2 separate regions of the Mus musculus genome follow, and region 2 is linked to region 1. Evidence: chromatin contacts called from public Hi-C data. All regions are on one chromosome and are shown on one strand. Each heading gives the region's core, a stretch centred on a gene start, on an enhancer-like site or on the middle of the called end of the contact. The rest is flanking DNA. Distances are from core to core; before and after follow the strand shown.

Region 1 (5,688 bases), core at 926-3,425:
GTGCCAAAAGCTTTCTTACATCAAGCTTCAGTGCAAATCTATAAAACAATTACTCAAGGAATACAAATTGTACTTAAATGTCCATCACGCCTTAGGCTATGCAGCTCAGGTTCCTCTTATCTGTGACTTTTATTTCTGTGCTTTCACTTGCAATTCAAAGATTTCAAATAGAGAATTTCAAACACACACAATAAGTTGCACACTTTTTTCTATAGGGTGATGACACTTCACATGATCCTGCTCAGTTCTGTTCTATCTGAAACAGAACAGAAACCAACCCTTCCTCTGTTCCCCAATGCTACCCATACTGCCCAGCTGCAGCCGGGGGACCAAAACACAATGGCAGTGAGGACAGCAACTCAAAACTGTCAATGGGAGTCCCAGAGTGCTTCCCATAATTGAAAAGGTATGCATGCTTCATCCACACAGCTCATTGAATGTAAAGAGGTTGAGCTTGTGCCTACTTAGAGCCTTCAGCCCTACATTCTGGACTGTGGCACAAGAGTGTACTCTACAGGCAATGGAAAGAGCAACCTAGATGCCAACTCAGCCACAAAACCCTCAACCTATCATCTGTCCTTCATGAAAGATGTGCTAGAGCAATGGCGGCACAGAACTTGTGAGAGCAGCCAACTAATGTTTGCTTTAACTTGAGGCCCAGGCTTGAGAGGGAAATCATGCCCTATATTGACTGATGGCCAGGATCCAGAGACTGGATAGCTCAAAGACCTAGGGCAGAACCACACCACTGGGGAAACAACTCAATGAAATTAGTCCTAATGATATTCTGCTGTACTTGGTGCCTTGTCTAATCGTCATCTGAGAGGCTTCCTATGGCAGTAGGTGGGAGTGGGGGTAGAGGCCCACAGTCAGACATTATGAGGAGAGAGCGTTTAATGGAGGGATCTATCAAGCGTCTCCTCCCAGAGACTGGGAAATCCCGTGAAAAGGGAGAGGGAAACTTGTACGACAGAGGGGATGTAAGACACCAGAAGAACATGGACCCCTGAGGCTCAAATGAACTCACAGAGACTAAAGCAGCAAGCATGGGCCTGCAAGGGGAGTGGCTCTGGGGGAGAAGGAAGTGGGGGGGGGGTACTGGGAGGGGTGGAGGGAGGGGAAACTGTTGTCAAGATGCATTATGAAAGAAGAATCTATTTTCAATTTTTAAAAACTGTGCTGAGGCTGATAAGGTCTACGGTGGAATGAAATGTTACCTATGAGATTGTGAAGAAGAAAAACAATCCTTTCTTTATAAATTATGACTGATAGCTTGGTGTTTGTGTGGGACTTCGAACAATAGAAACAGGTCTGTCTCTACCTCTTTTGTAGTGCTTAAGACTTTTCTCCTATAAGTTAGTTGTGTCCAGACTCTATATAAAGGCCTTTTGTCTTGTCTTATTGTATCTTGTTTCGTACTGTTTGGCTGTTAGCTCTTCTTGAAGGCCTGCTCTTTTCTGAAGAATTGGAGGGAGAGTGGATCATGAGAAAAGGAAACTGGATGGTGGGTGCTGAGAGGAGTCAGGGAAGAGAAACTGTGGTCAGAAGAAGAAGCGATTTTCAATTTAAAAGGAGGAGGTAGTATGCTGAGGTTCATAAGAGCTACAGTGGAATGAAGCTCCTACCTGTCAGACTGTAAAGAGGAAAAAAGAAACCCATGCTATTTTGTGTTGATAAGTCAAAAATGATATTCATAGTGTGTTTTGTGTGTGTGTGTGTGTGTGTGTAAGAAATAACACATCATATAAATGGGTCTTGATTCTATTCATTTTTTCACATATTATCAACTCTTTTTAATTTAATTTTATTTTTTTTACAGAAAAGTAACTTGAGATTGAGAAGAAGAACTGTTTCAAAGTTTATCATGTTCTGAAACAACATGCCCCCCTGAAGGCTTCATAGCATACCATTTTAGGTGCCACTTACCTCTTTTTTAAATTGATAGAGCTTTCTGGCTCTGAGAATCTCTCTGGCCACATGGAATTTATTCCACGTGTGTTAGCAAGTGGCAGTGAATAATACCAGATCTAATATACAAAAGGCTTGCAATAGCAAACTCCTTCCTGCCAATTTTAATAGCATTAAAATGATTGCATGCATGAAACAGATCTGCTGGCTTTGATCAGCTGGACTCTGACCAGGTTCACCTTCTGTCTGCTGCAGGCAGCCAAACCTATGTAGATCTAAAAAGAAAGATTGTTGGTACTAACTCTGGCCTTGTGATCTTCTATTACCCCCATTAGACTCAATCCTGGAAGGCCATCTTTCTGATCATTTGGAAATGGGCAGCTGTACGGTAAAACACAGGAAGCTACCACTTGGGGCCTTATAAAACCAGAGATGAAACTGCAGTGAAGTGTAAATGAGGCAGACAACCCCATTTGTTATTATACACATAGAAATTAGTCAGATTTTATCAGAAGCAATACGAAAAATATAAATTGTTCTGGGGAGAATTGTTTGGGGGGGTGAGATGTAAAAAATATATATATATATATATCTAGAATTGATTCGAGTTTAGTGGGCACAGAAAAGAACTGGCTTCCACAGGAGTGGGTGCCCTAATGGGAAGAGGAAGAAATGAAGATGAAATCCACTCTGCAAAGAGCCCGATGATATCACAGCTCTCTTCTTGTCACCCCTCCATGCTGAGAACATGGAGAAAAGACAGATGAGATGCTCCTCTGAGATGGAGCAAACTGTATAGGACAAAGAATCTCTGTCCTCAATCTTTGGAAGCTTGTAGCGCATATTAGGAATCATTGATATTGTTCAGTCCTTAAATTTTATCTAGATCAGTAGTTCTCTTCCAACTCTAAGAAATTTTAATATGTGTGTATGTGTGTGTGTGTGTGAAAGAGAGAGGGGAGGGTGGGGATTTCATACTGTTAATTCTAGAAGTCAGAAAATTAGTAGAGCTTTGGAAATCACTGACCACAATTCCCATTTTCAGAGTATAAAAACAATGAAGTCACATGGCATTTTGAGATCATACGAAATTTGATATTAATTATCTTGTACCAAAGTGTGCATAAAATTTTTTCATCTTTTTTCCTTTTATATAAAATAGATTTTTTTCTCTTATAATGTATCATGATTATAGTTTCCCTTCCCTCACACCACTCAGGTTTTCTTCACCTCACATTCCATCTGGATCGACCCCATTTCTGTCTCTCATAAGAAAGCACAGGCTTCTGTGATACAATAATAATATATAATATATATATTCCAACACATTGGAATTTGACAAAAAAAAAAACAAATACAAAAAACAAAACAGAAGAAATAGAATCCAAGAGAAGATACAAGAAACAGAAAGCTACTCACTCAAGATTCCCATATAAACACTAAACTGGAAGCCAGGATATATAAGCAAGGAAGCTGTAGGGTTAAAAAAAGAGAAAAAAATAATAATTAATAATACTTTTTTAAAAAGGAAGAGCTGAGATATGACATTAAGAGACAAGAACCTTCCAAAGATATCTTTGACTTCATTTTTTCTTGGCTGTCTACTGCTGGGCATGCAGCCAAGTGAGACTCCCTTGGAAGACACTAAATTTCATTTACAAATTCCTATCAATTGTAGATAGCTTCTTGGTTAGGAATGGGGCTATGTGTCCATTTCTCCTTTTATTAACTCTGTGAACCCAACAGGTGTAGATCCATGCAGGCCCAGTGCCTGAGGCATCTGTCTCTGTGTTCCTGTGTGCACTGATCCTGTTGGTTTAGAGAACCTTGTTTTCTTCTCTGGTTCTTTTGCTCTGTCTGCCTCCTCTTCCAGCAGGTTCCCTGAGCCCTTAGAGACATTCCATTCAGTGCTGAGTGTTCTAAGGTGTCATACTCTGCTTATTGTCTGGCTGTAGGTCTCTTATGCATTCCCACCTACTGCAGAAGGAAGCTTCTCTGGTGATTGCTGAGCAAGGCAGTAATGTAGGAGCATAGTATGTCATTAGGATTGATTTTTATTGCTTTTTCCCCTTTAGACAGTCGTATTTACTTTTACCCTTGGTTCCTGGACTATCTATTCTCTGATTTTTGGTTGCCCAAACAGCGGGGAGTATGGGTTCCATCTGTGGTGTGGGCCTTAAATCAAATCAGATATTGGTTGGTTGCTCTCACAGGCTTTGTGCCATCATTGTACTAGAATAAGTTGCAGGGAGTACACCATTGAAGTTCAAAGGATTTGTGGCTGGCTTGGTGTTTACATTTCTCCTCTGGTAGTTCAAAGACACTACCATACAGAAGTAAAGGCTCTATGTGAGCACCAGCTAAACATGTTCATGTTTAACGAGATGTGTAGGTATTGTCTTCAGCAACAAAGCAGTGTGTTCAATTCATAAAAAGCATCCTATAGACTTTGGGATGTTTGGGGATTCCCATGAGACCCCTTTGGCCAACCAATTACTTGTAATCCAATCCTGGTACTAGAAGTTTCATTGGTGACAGGGATGACCAGCTGGGGATCTGCCTCCCCCATTATTTATTGATTTTATGTAGATTGATTTCATATATGTATCTATTTTAGGAAGTTTCTATTGTTTAGATTTCTATACTACACTCAACTGTCCCTTAATTTTAGCTGTCTCCCTTTGTATTCATTCCATTGTCCCCTCTCCCTAACTCCTCTCCACTTGATCATCCCATTTCAGTACCCTTCCCTGACATGCATTTATAAATATCTATTCTATTTACATTTCATAGGGAGATCTATCAACTCACAATCCCTAAACCTCAGTCCCTTATACTATACCTAGTATCTACGGTTCTACAACTTGTAGCTTGGTTATCATTGACTTAACAATTAATAACCACATACAAGCTAATACATACCATATTCCATTGTAGAAATTCACCACATTTTAAAAACCATTTCATCCACTGACAGACATCTAGGCTTTTTCTAATTTCTGGCTATTATGAATAGATCAGCAAATGAACATGACTCAACAAGTAGGAGGATAGAGTGATCTGTGACTATATACCCAAGAGGGGTAGAGCTGGAGCTTGAAGTGAATCAATTCCCAACATCCTTAGGATGACCACACCGATTTCCATAGTGGTTGTACAGGTTTGCACCTCTGCTAGCAATGGGTGAGCCTTACCCTTACTCCATATCCTCACCAGCATGAGCTTTCCCTTCCTTTGTTGACCTCAGATATTCTGACAGGTGTAAGCTGAAATCTCAGGTGTAAGTGCTCTGCACGTCCCTAATGATGAAGGATGCTGAACATTTTGTATTTTTCTCTCATCATCACAGCTTCTTCTCCCTCAACTCCAGTTCCTCTGGTCCCATTCCCCTATCCTCCCCGCACATCTTTCAAGCACGACAGGTGGGAGGTTGAATATTTTGTAGATGGGTTAGTGTGCCAGTCCTAATATTAGAAGCCATGTCTGATTACATAAGATGGTTGGTTAAGGCTCTGTATCCTTCAATACTTGGAGTCCTCGTTAGGGTCACCTTCATAGGTTTCAAGTAGTTTCTACTGTACTAGGATTTTACTTAACCCCTCCCTCAAGAGCTCCCCAATTTCAGTAGCCTTTCCTTGTGAGTTACTAGGGACTTGTTGCTGTATTTGGAGACTGGGAGAAAGTGGATAAGTTTGGAGAAGAAAGGTTGAAGGGAAGATCTGTGTGATACACTGGAGATGGAGGGGTGAAGACGGGAAGCCATAGCAGGTGTTCTGCCAA
Region 2 (5,854 bases), core at 2,311-4,810, 430 kb after region 1:
TTTAATAATTGCCATTGAGATGTTGCCTTGAGTCTCATATAATTTTAAAAGTGAAAAGAAGAGGAATTATAAAGAAAAAACACAGGATTAGGTGCAACTGACTTGATGAAATGTTAACAGGGCACCCACCAATGAAAAGCTTTCATAGTTTGCTATCATGAGAGTCTGTCAAGCCTCTCTCTTAATGCCCCCCCCCCCCCGAAAGCCCCCTTACATTACTCCTACGGGGGCTAAAGAAGTCTGATGGACTTCATGGGTACTGTGGCTTCTAAAGATGCTGGGTTTATATATTATCCAAAGTGTTACAAATCATAGGACTGGTCAAACTGGCTCTTCATGTTTGGTCAAACAAATGTTAATTTTAATTTCAGTAAGAGTCTAAAAATTAAGCTCTCAAGGTTCATGGGAGACTTTAAAAAGTGGAGTATGACAAAGAATGTTGGTGGCAGTATTGTGGCAGGTCAACAGGCCCTAGGAGAGGAACCACAATGGGCTCAGCAGAGAAGGAGTGAAACTCACGGAGCAGCAATGAAGAATGAAGACAATGAAGGAAGGCAGGCTGATGACAGGCTCCAAGGGATAAAAATCAGAGAAACCATTAAAGAGGAAAGAAACTAGCCCAAAGCAGTCACTGAAAGCCATTGTGGTGTGTTACTACCATCTGGGGAGCCAAACCTAAGGCTAGGGTGTGCAGAACTATGGCTACTGGGATTTCTGTTAAAAGAAAAACAAAAACAAAAACAACTAAGTAACTAAGTCCCGATTAACACTGAAATTTTGGAGGTAAGATTTAGAGAATGCCAAGACACTGAGTGTAACAAAACCAGGAGTTGAATGGAACTGTTCAGGTTAATAAGCTAACCTTTTCCCATTCATATACTGCTCTTGTGTCTGGTGACAGACATTTTAAAATTTAGAAAACTATTTCCCACCTAGGATCTCAGCCTGTGGGACATCTGGACAAGCACGATAGCAGAGATTGGGTTGGGATAGGCTGGGTGAGCTGCTGTGTGTAGAGCCACAATTGCTAATCAAGTCTCTAACTCCCCTGTACCAAATCCCAGGCATTCTATGAATATCTGGGCCCCACCTGACTTTGCCTGACATTGCCCTCGCGCTCCTTACACACCCAAAACAAGCAGGAAAAACTAACTTCCAAATAGGAACATTGAGGTATCACAGGATAAAATATGTTCTGAATCAGAGTGAGGATATATGCTCTGAATAGAAGAGAGTACCTCATAGAAAGCATGTGGCAGTCAGTGAGTCTACCTGCTGGACACATCATCTTGCTTGTGTCAGGTAGCAATGAAGCTGTCCTGGGAGGGACTTGCTCCATTTGCCTTCATAATGGACACATGGACAAGGGAGAGCTACTAGACAAAAATCATTGAAATGCCCCAGAAAAACACTCACAGAAAGCCAGTTAAGCAAAAGAACTAAGAGCACCCAGGAGGATAATGATGGAAGGGCCACTTTAATAGTTTGGCTTTTACTGTTTGATGTTCAAATATAATACAGTTAGGGGTAATGATAGGTTGAAATCGTCCATGAATGTTAAATAATTAACATGAGGACATCTAGGGTATTTATATTAATAATGCTAATAGTAACAATTTATACTGTCTACAGCCTTTCATCTGAGATCAAAGTTTATTAAAAGCCCAAGACAAAGTTTCTGAACACTTGTGAAAGTGGTATTAGAGCAGTTATGTAGATGCATGAAATAAAAAAAGATCAACTGAGGTGTTTAATACAACAGAACAAGCTCATGACAGAACTGGGACTGAAGTCTAGGGGCGTGTCAACATTTACAAGCAAGAAGCAAATGCAGATCAAAGCCACTTTGTGGAACTCTGTTTACCAATAAGTTTAGGGCACACCCTGAATATGGAAGCCAGCCCCATATCTCTCTATTCTTTCCAATAGCTCTGGAGAAACGAGTGACCAACATTCTTCCTTTCTCTTTGCGTGAGTCATAAGACAACCTAAAGAGTTCCCTCACCTGAATGTATCTACCCTCACCAGCCACAGCAGAGAATGCAGAATGGAAAGAACATTGTCACTAATTAGGACACAACTCCAGGTTTTGCCTTGCTCAGGAAGTCATTAGTTTTCTGGCCTACAAACGACCCCAGTACAAACCAAGGATGTGTCAGAAGGACAGTTAAGACTCAATCCAGTTTGAACATTTTCAAAAGTATGAGGTCTCTGGCCAAGAAACTAGTCAGCTGTTGCTGCTTCAAATGACCTATGTAGCAGGTAGAACATAGTAAGGATTTGGAAAGAATCCAGTACACATTATTTCCTGATTAAACCAACAGATTCTAACAGGGTGGACATTTCAGAGACCTACCATGTAACTCCTGCTGTACTAGACTTAGCTAATAGGAGTAAGGGGCTTCTATAATGTTACTGACTCCACCCCAATCATTACAAAAACCAAGTACACATGACACAAAGAGAATATTAATAACTCACCCAGGATCACGTACCTAGGTGTCATGACAACATGACTAGAACCTAGATATTCTCACAATTAGTCAAGTATTATTCTTACAAATATGTACCCATTACTGAAAAAAAGGCAATTATCACCTGAAACTTGTAATTTATTTAAATACATACACTAGATAAAAATGCCCTAAATCAGTTTTTTAAGAACCTATTTAAAAGTATATAAGATATACTACTCCTACATATGACATATTGAAAGTGTAATGCCATATTTTTTTTTTTCTGGCTGATTTACGATCTAAAGTAAATAGCTCACATCTCTCACATTGCAAGTTTACCAAGATATGTTCTTTTAAAGACAGAAGGCATTTCTTACGCATGTTACGTTTTTCAGAAAGATACTAGTACTTTGCTTTATAAAGTCTATTTCTGCTATTTTCACACTAGGAAGAAAGCATGTTTGACCCAGAGGATACAGTTCATTACTGATAGTGTGCAGCCCTGGACTAGAACACACAAGCAAGGCATTTCCTCAAGCAGCATAATTCTGCATCAACATCCGAAGGGAGGCTGCAGTCTGACCTGCAAACACAGTGCAGTTCCACACAGCTACGACCTTCCTTGCTGGGGAAGCCTCACTCTCTATGCAGTATCTCAATGACATATCCCCAACTCTGTACTTGTATGAAAAACCTGACAAGGCCATAAGAAACTTTTTTTTTTCTTTTTTCCCAAGCTGGAAGAAATGTTATATTTTTGGCTTGACCATCACCTCTTGCCATCGGTGTGACTATAAACAGGGCTGCTTGCTCCAGCAATGTTGCTGTACTTGACGGTAAGTGGTCTTCTTCTGGAGGCTTAACCCTTTGGAGTTGACCCCATTATTGGGAAAGACAAATGCTTTAATACTAATACATCGAGAACCCGGCTCCTGTGTTTGGGGAGAAGGTGGGCGAAGAAGAATGTCTAGATTGTTTCCCTCCAGGTCCCTCATGAGAGATTCATGAGATATTTCCGTCTGCCCTCAATGCGAATGCACAGAAGGTGGAGCAGCGCGGGAGCAGTGAGAACCTTGGCAGGACAGGCTGGGACAGGATTTGTGCAAAACCTTTTTCCGGTTTCAGTTTGAATGGGTTCCCAGGAAGTGTCAAGTCCAAACCAATCCACAATTTTACAATGCAGCTCGGCCAAGGCTGCTGAGCTTCACCTGATTCTGGGTCAAAAGCTTACAGAGCACACTGCGTTTTATTTGGTAAAAAGCCAATTGGACGGAACCTCTCAGGCAACTTCAATGAGAAGCTCATAGTCCTGGCAAAACCAAAAATGAACATGGCTTCATCTTGGGGTTTGAAACAGCAATTTTGGCCTTTGTAAAGAGATAAAGGCAACTTTCTCTTAGCTGCAGGGTCCTTGTAAATCCTGAAGGGAGGCCCTGAAATAAGGAACAAGTAGTGATCTGGCCTGATTCAGATTCACATACTCAGGCCTGTGTTTCCTGGGCACAGCAGGGGCACTGAGTAAGAACATTCACTCATTGGTGACTATATATTCCCAAGCATCCAGGGCACAATTCACTTTGTTAACAAAGGATGCCTGCTCTTCAACCACTGAACCTATGGGGTTCTGCACAAATGTCGTCCATGATGAATAATTACTTTATGATTTAGGGGAGTAGAGAAAGAAAACTGTACCAACTGGCAACTGGCTACCTTTAGGGAGGAGTACACATATGTGGCAGTATGTTATAACTTCCCAAAGGACATAAACCACACCCTGTGAATCTGGTATAAACACAGACTGAACACCAACATTCAAGGTCTCTTGTATATGTGTAGTTCAAGTATGTACCACTAATAACAGCAGCAAGGTCTTTACAGAATTGCTTAAAAGGCCACAGGTGTTTTAGAAATAATATTTCTCAAGATGTCAATGGGGTTTATGGTTTTGAATAGCTTCAGGTTAAAGCTCATAACTATATATCTAAAAACAAGATAGATTAGATGGTTTTAAGTATTCAAGAAACAGGCTGAATGCTAAGCCAACTCATAATTGCAAATCTACTTTCAGTCAATGGTTTTTCAAAAATTTAATTGCTTTCTAAGGTAATTATTTAAACTATTTAGGTCCCCAACACACACGCATACAGAGGTTTTTAGCATTATTTAGATAAGTCCAGGCAATTGCAAAGAGTTGTGTTTCCACAATAGTAGAATTTCTTCTCAGTATCAGTATCTGTGTACATGTTACTGTGAGTGCACACTCTGTAAGCATTCGTGTGTGTGTGTGTGTGTGTGTGTGTGTGTCACACATGTGAAGCCACAAAGCAACACCAGCTATCTTCAAATTACCCCACCCTTATTTTTTAAAGTAATTTCTCATGGAACCTGGAAGTAGATGTTAGACAGCCTGGACAGAAATGCCCAGGACTCTTCCCATTTGCCACCTCCCTTCCTATGTCAGCTATTGGTTCTCACAGGTACAGGAGAGCACACCTCGACGCTTATGCGTATGCATCAAACCTTGTATCAGCTGAGTCACTGAGTAATGTGTAGTTTTATACTTGCTTAAAAATGAAAATTATTCTGGGAAAAAAAAAGCAGGGAGTGACAACAAAAGCTCTCTATGATGACCTAAACATTGGAGATGGTGTGTGAAGGTAGCTAGAGCTATGCCCAGAAGTCAGCAGTTATCAAAGGAAATCTTACCTGTTGTTGGCCTTGAAGCCGAGAAACAATGCAGGCAATTTTTGCTGCAGTTGACTGCCTACCGGAACTAGGCAAGGCTTGATTTCAGGACACAGTGACATTTGGTGTGAAAGTTTCCCCCCTAGGAGGCAGCCCCTACAGTGCTCCATATGGAGCTATTTAGACTTTTGAGAGTCTTGCTCGGCTGGATGACCTGTGTGCAACAATACCAAATGGATGCAGAAGATGAGCTTATAGATACAAGACTGCTGCATCTGTTATGAGGGTAACCAACTGCTTTCTCACTAGATTTGAGGACTTCTTCACAGGGGCATTCAACTGTAAATCTGGTCAAACTCTCATGGGGAGGTCATAAGCCCTAGTGTGCAAACTGCTGCTGCTGTTCTCCACATGGACATGATATGGCTGTCACATTGCCTTCTGATAACTGTGTTCACGTATTGGTAAAGAAGTTTCTTGTTGCAGTGGCCAGCAGTGACTACAGAAAGATATAACTGATAGAAGACTACTCAATGTGCAGCCAAACATGGGGCTTCAATATCCTTCTCCACAGGGCTCAGGGAACATTATGGAAGAGAAGGCAGGAAGAATGCAAGATATGAAAGAAGAAGAGATCAGAGGTATGGAATGATGTCTTTCAGGAATGATAGGAAGTCATAGCAGCTGTAATTAACAGTACAAGGTCTGGACAA

Evidence for each region. A called contact is a pair of places that touch in the nucleus more often than the background predicts.
Region 2: a Hi-C map of cerebellar granule neurons shows a contact between it and region 1, with 2.5 times the contacts expected there. The contact joins two enhancer-like sites. A contact is called at or near these places in 1 of 484 Hi-C or Micro-C datasets (cerebellar granule neurons) and 1 of 9 other capture datasets (adipose tissue).

What each region holds. Positions count from the first base shown.
Region 1 is chr12:90,621,481-90,627,168 of GRCm38.p6, forward strand. No RefSeq gene overlaps it. Among named protein-coding and RNA genes, the nearest start is that of Gm26512, 110 kb to the right of the region's middle. Within about 2 kb of position 2,176, at least 3 of the 459 cell types and tissues checked have an H3K27ac peak or open chromatin away from gene starts, as enhancers often do. A contact at or near this core is called in cerebellar granule neurons, where this site is marked.
Region 2 is chr12:91,047,176-91,053,029 of GRCm38.p6, forward strand. The region is part of intron 22 of Cep128 (centrosomal protein 128); the gene reads right to left. 5430427M07Rik (RIKEN cDNA 5430427M07 gene) reads left to right here. Exons shown (of 4, transcript NR_045858.1): 2 at 3,194-3,292; 3 at 5,716-5,782. Among named protein-coding and RNA genes, the nearest start is that of 5430427M07Rik, 4.3 kb to the left of the region's middle. Within about 2 kb of position 3,561, at least 14 of the 459 cell types and tissues checked have an H3K27ac peak or open chromatin away from gene starts, as enhancers often do. A contact at or near this core is called in cerebellar granule neurons, where this site is marked.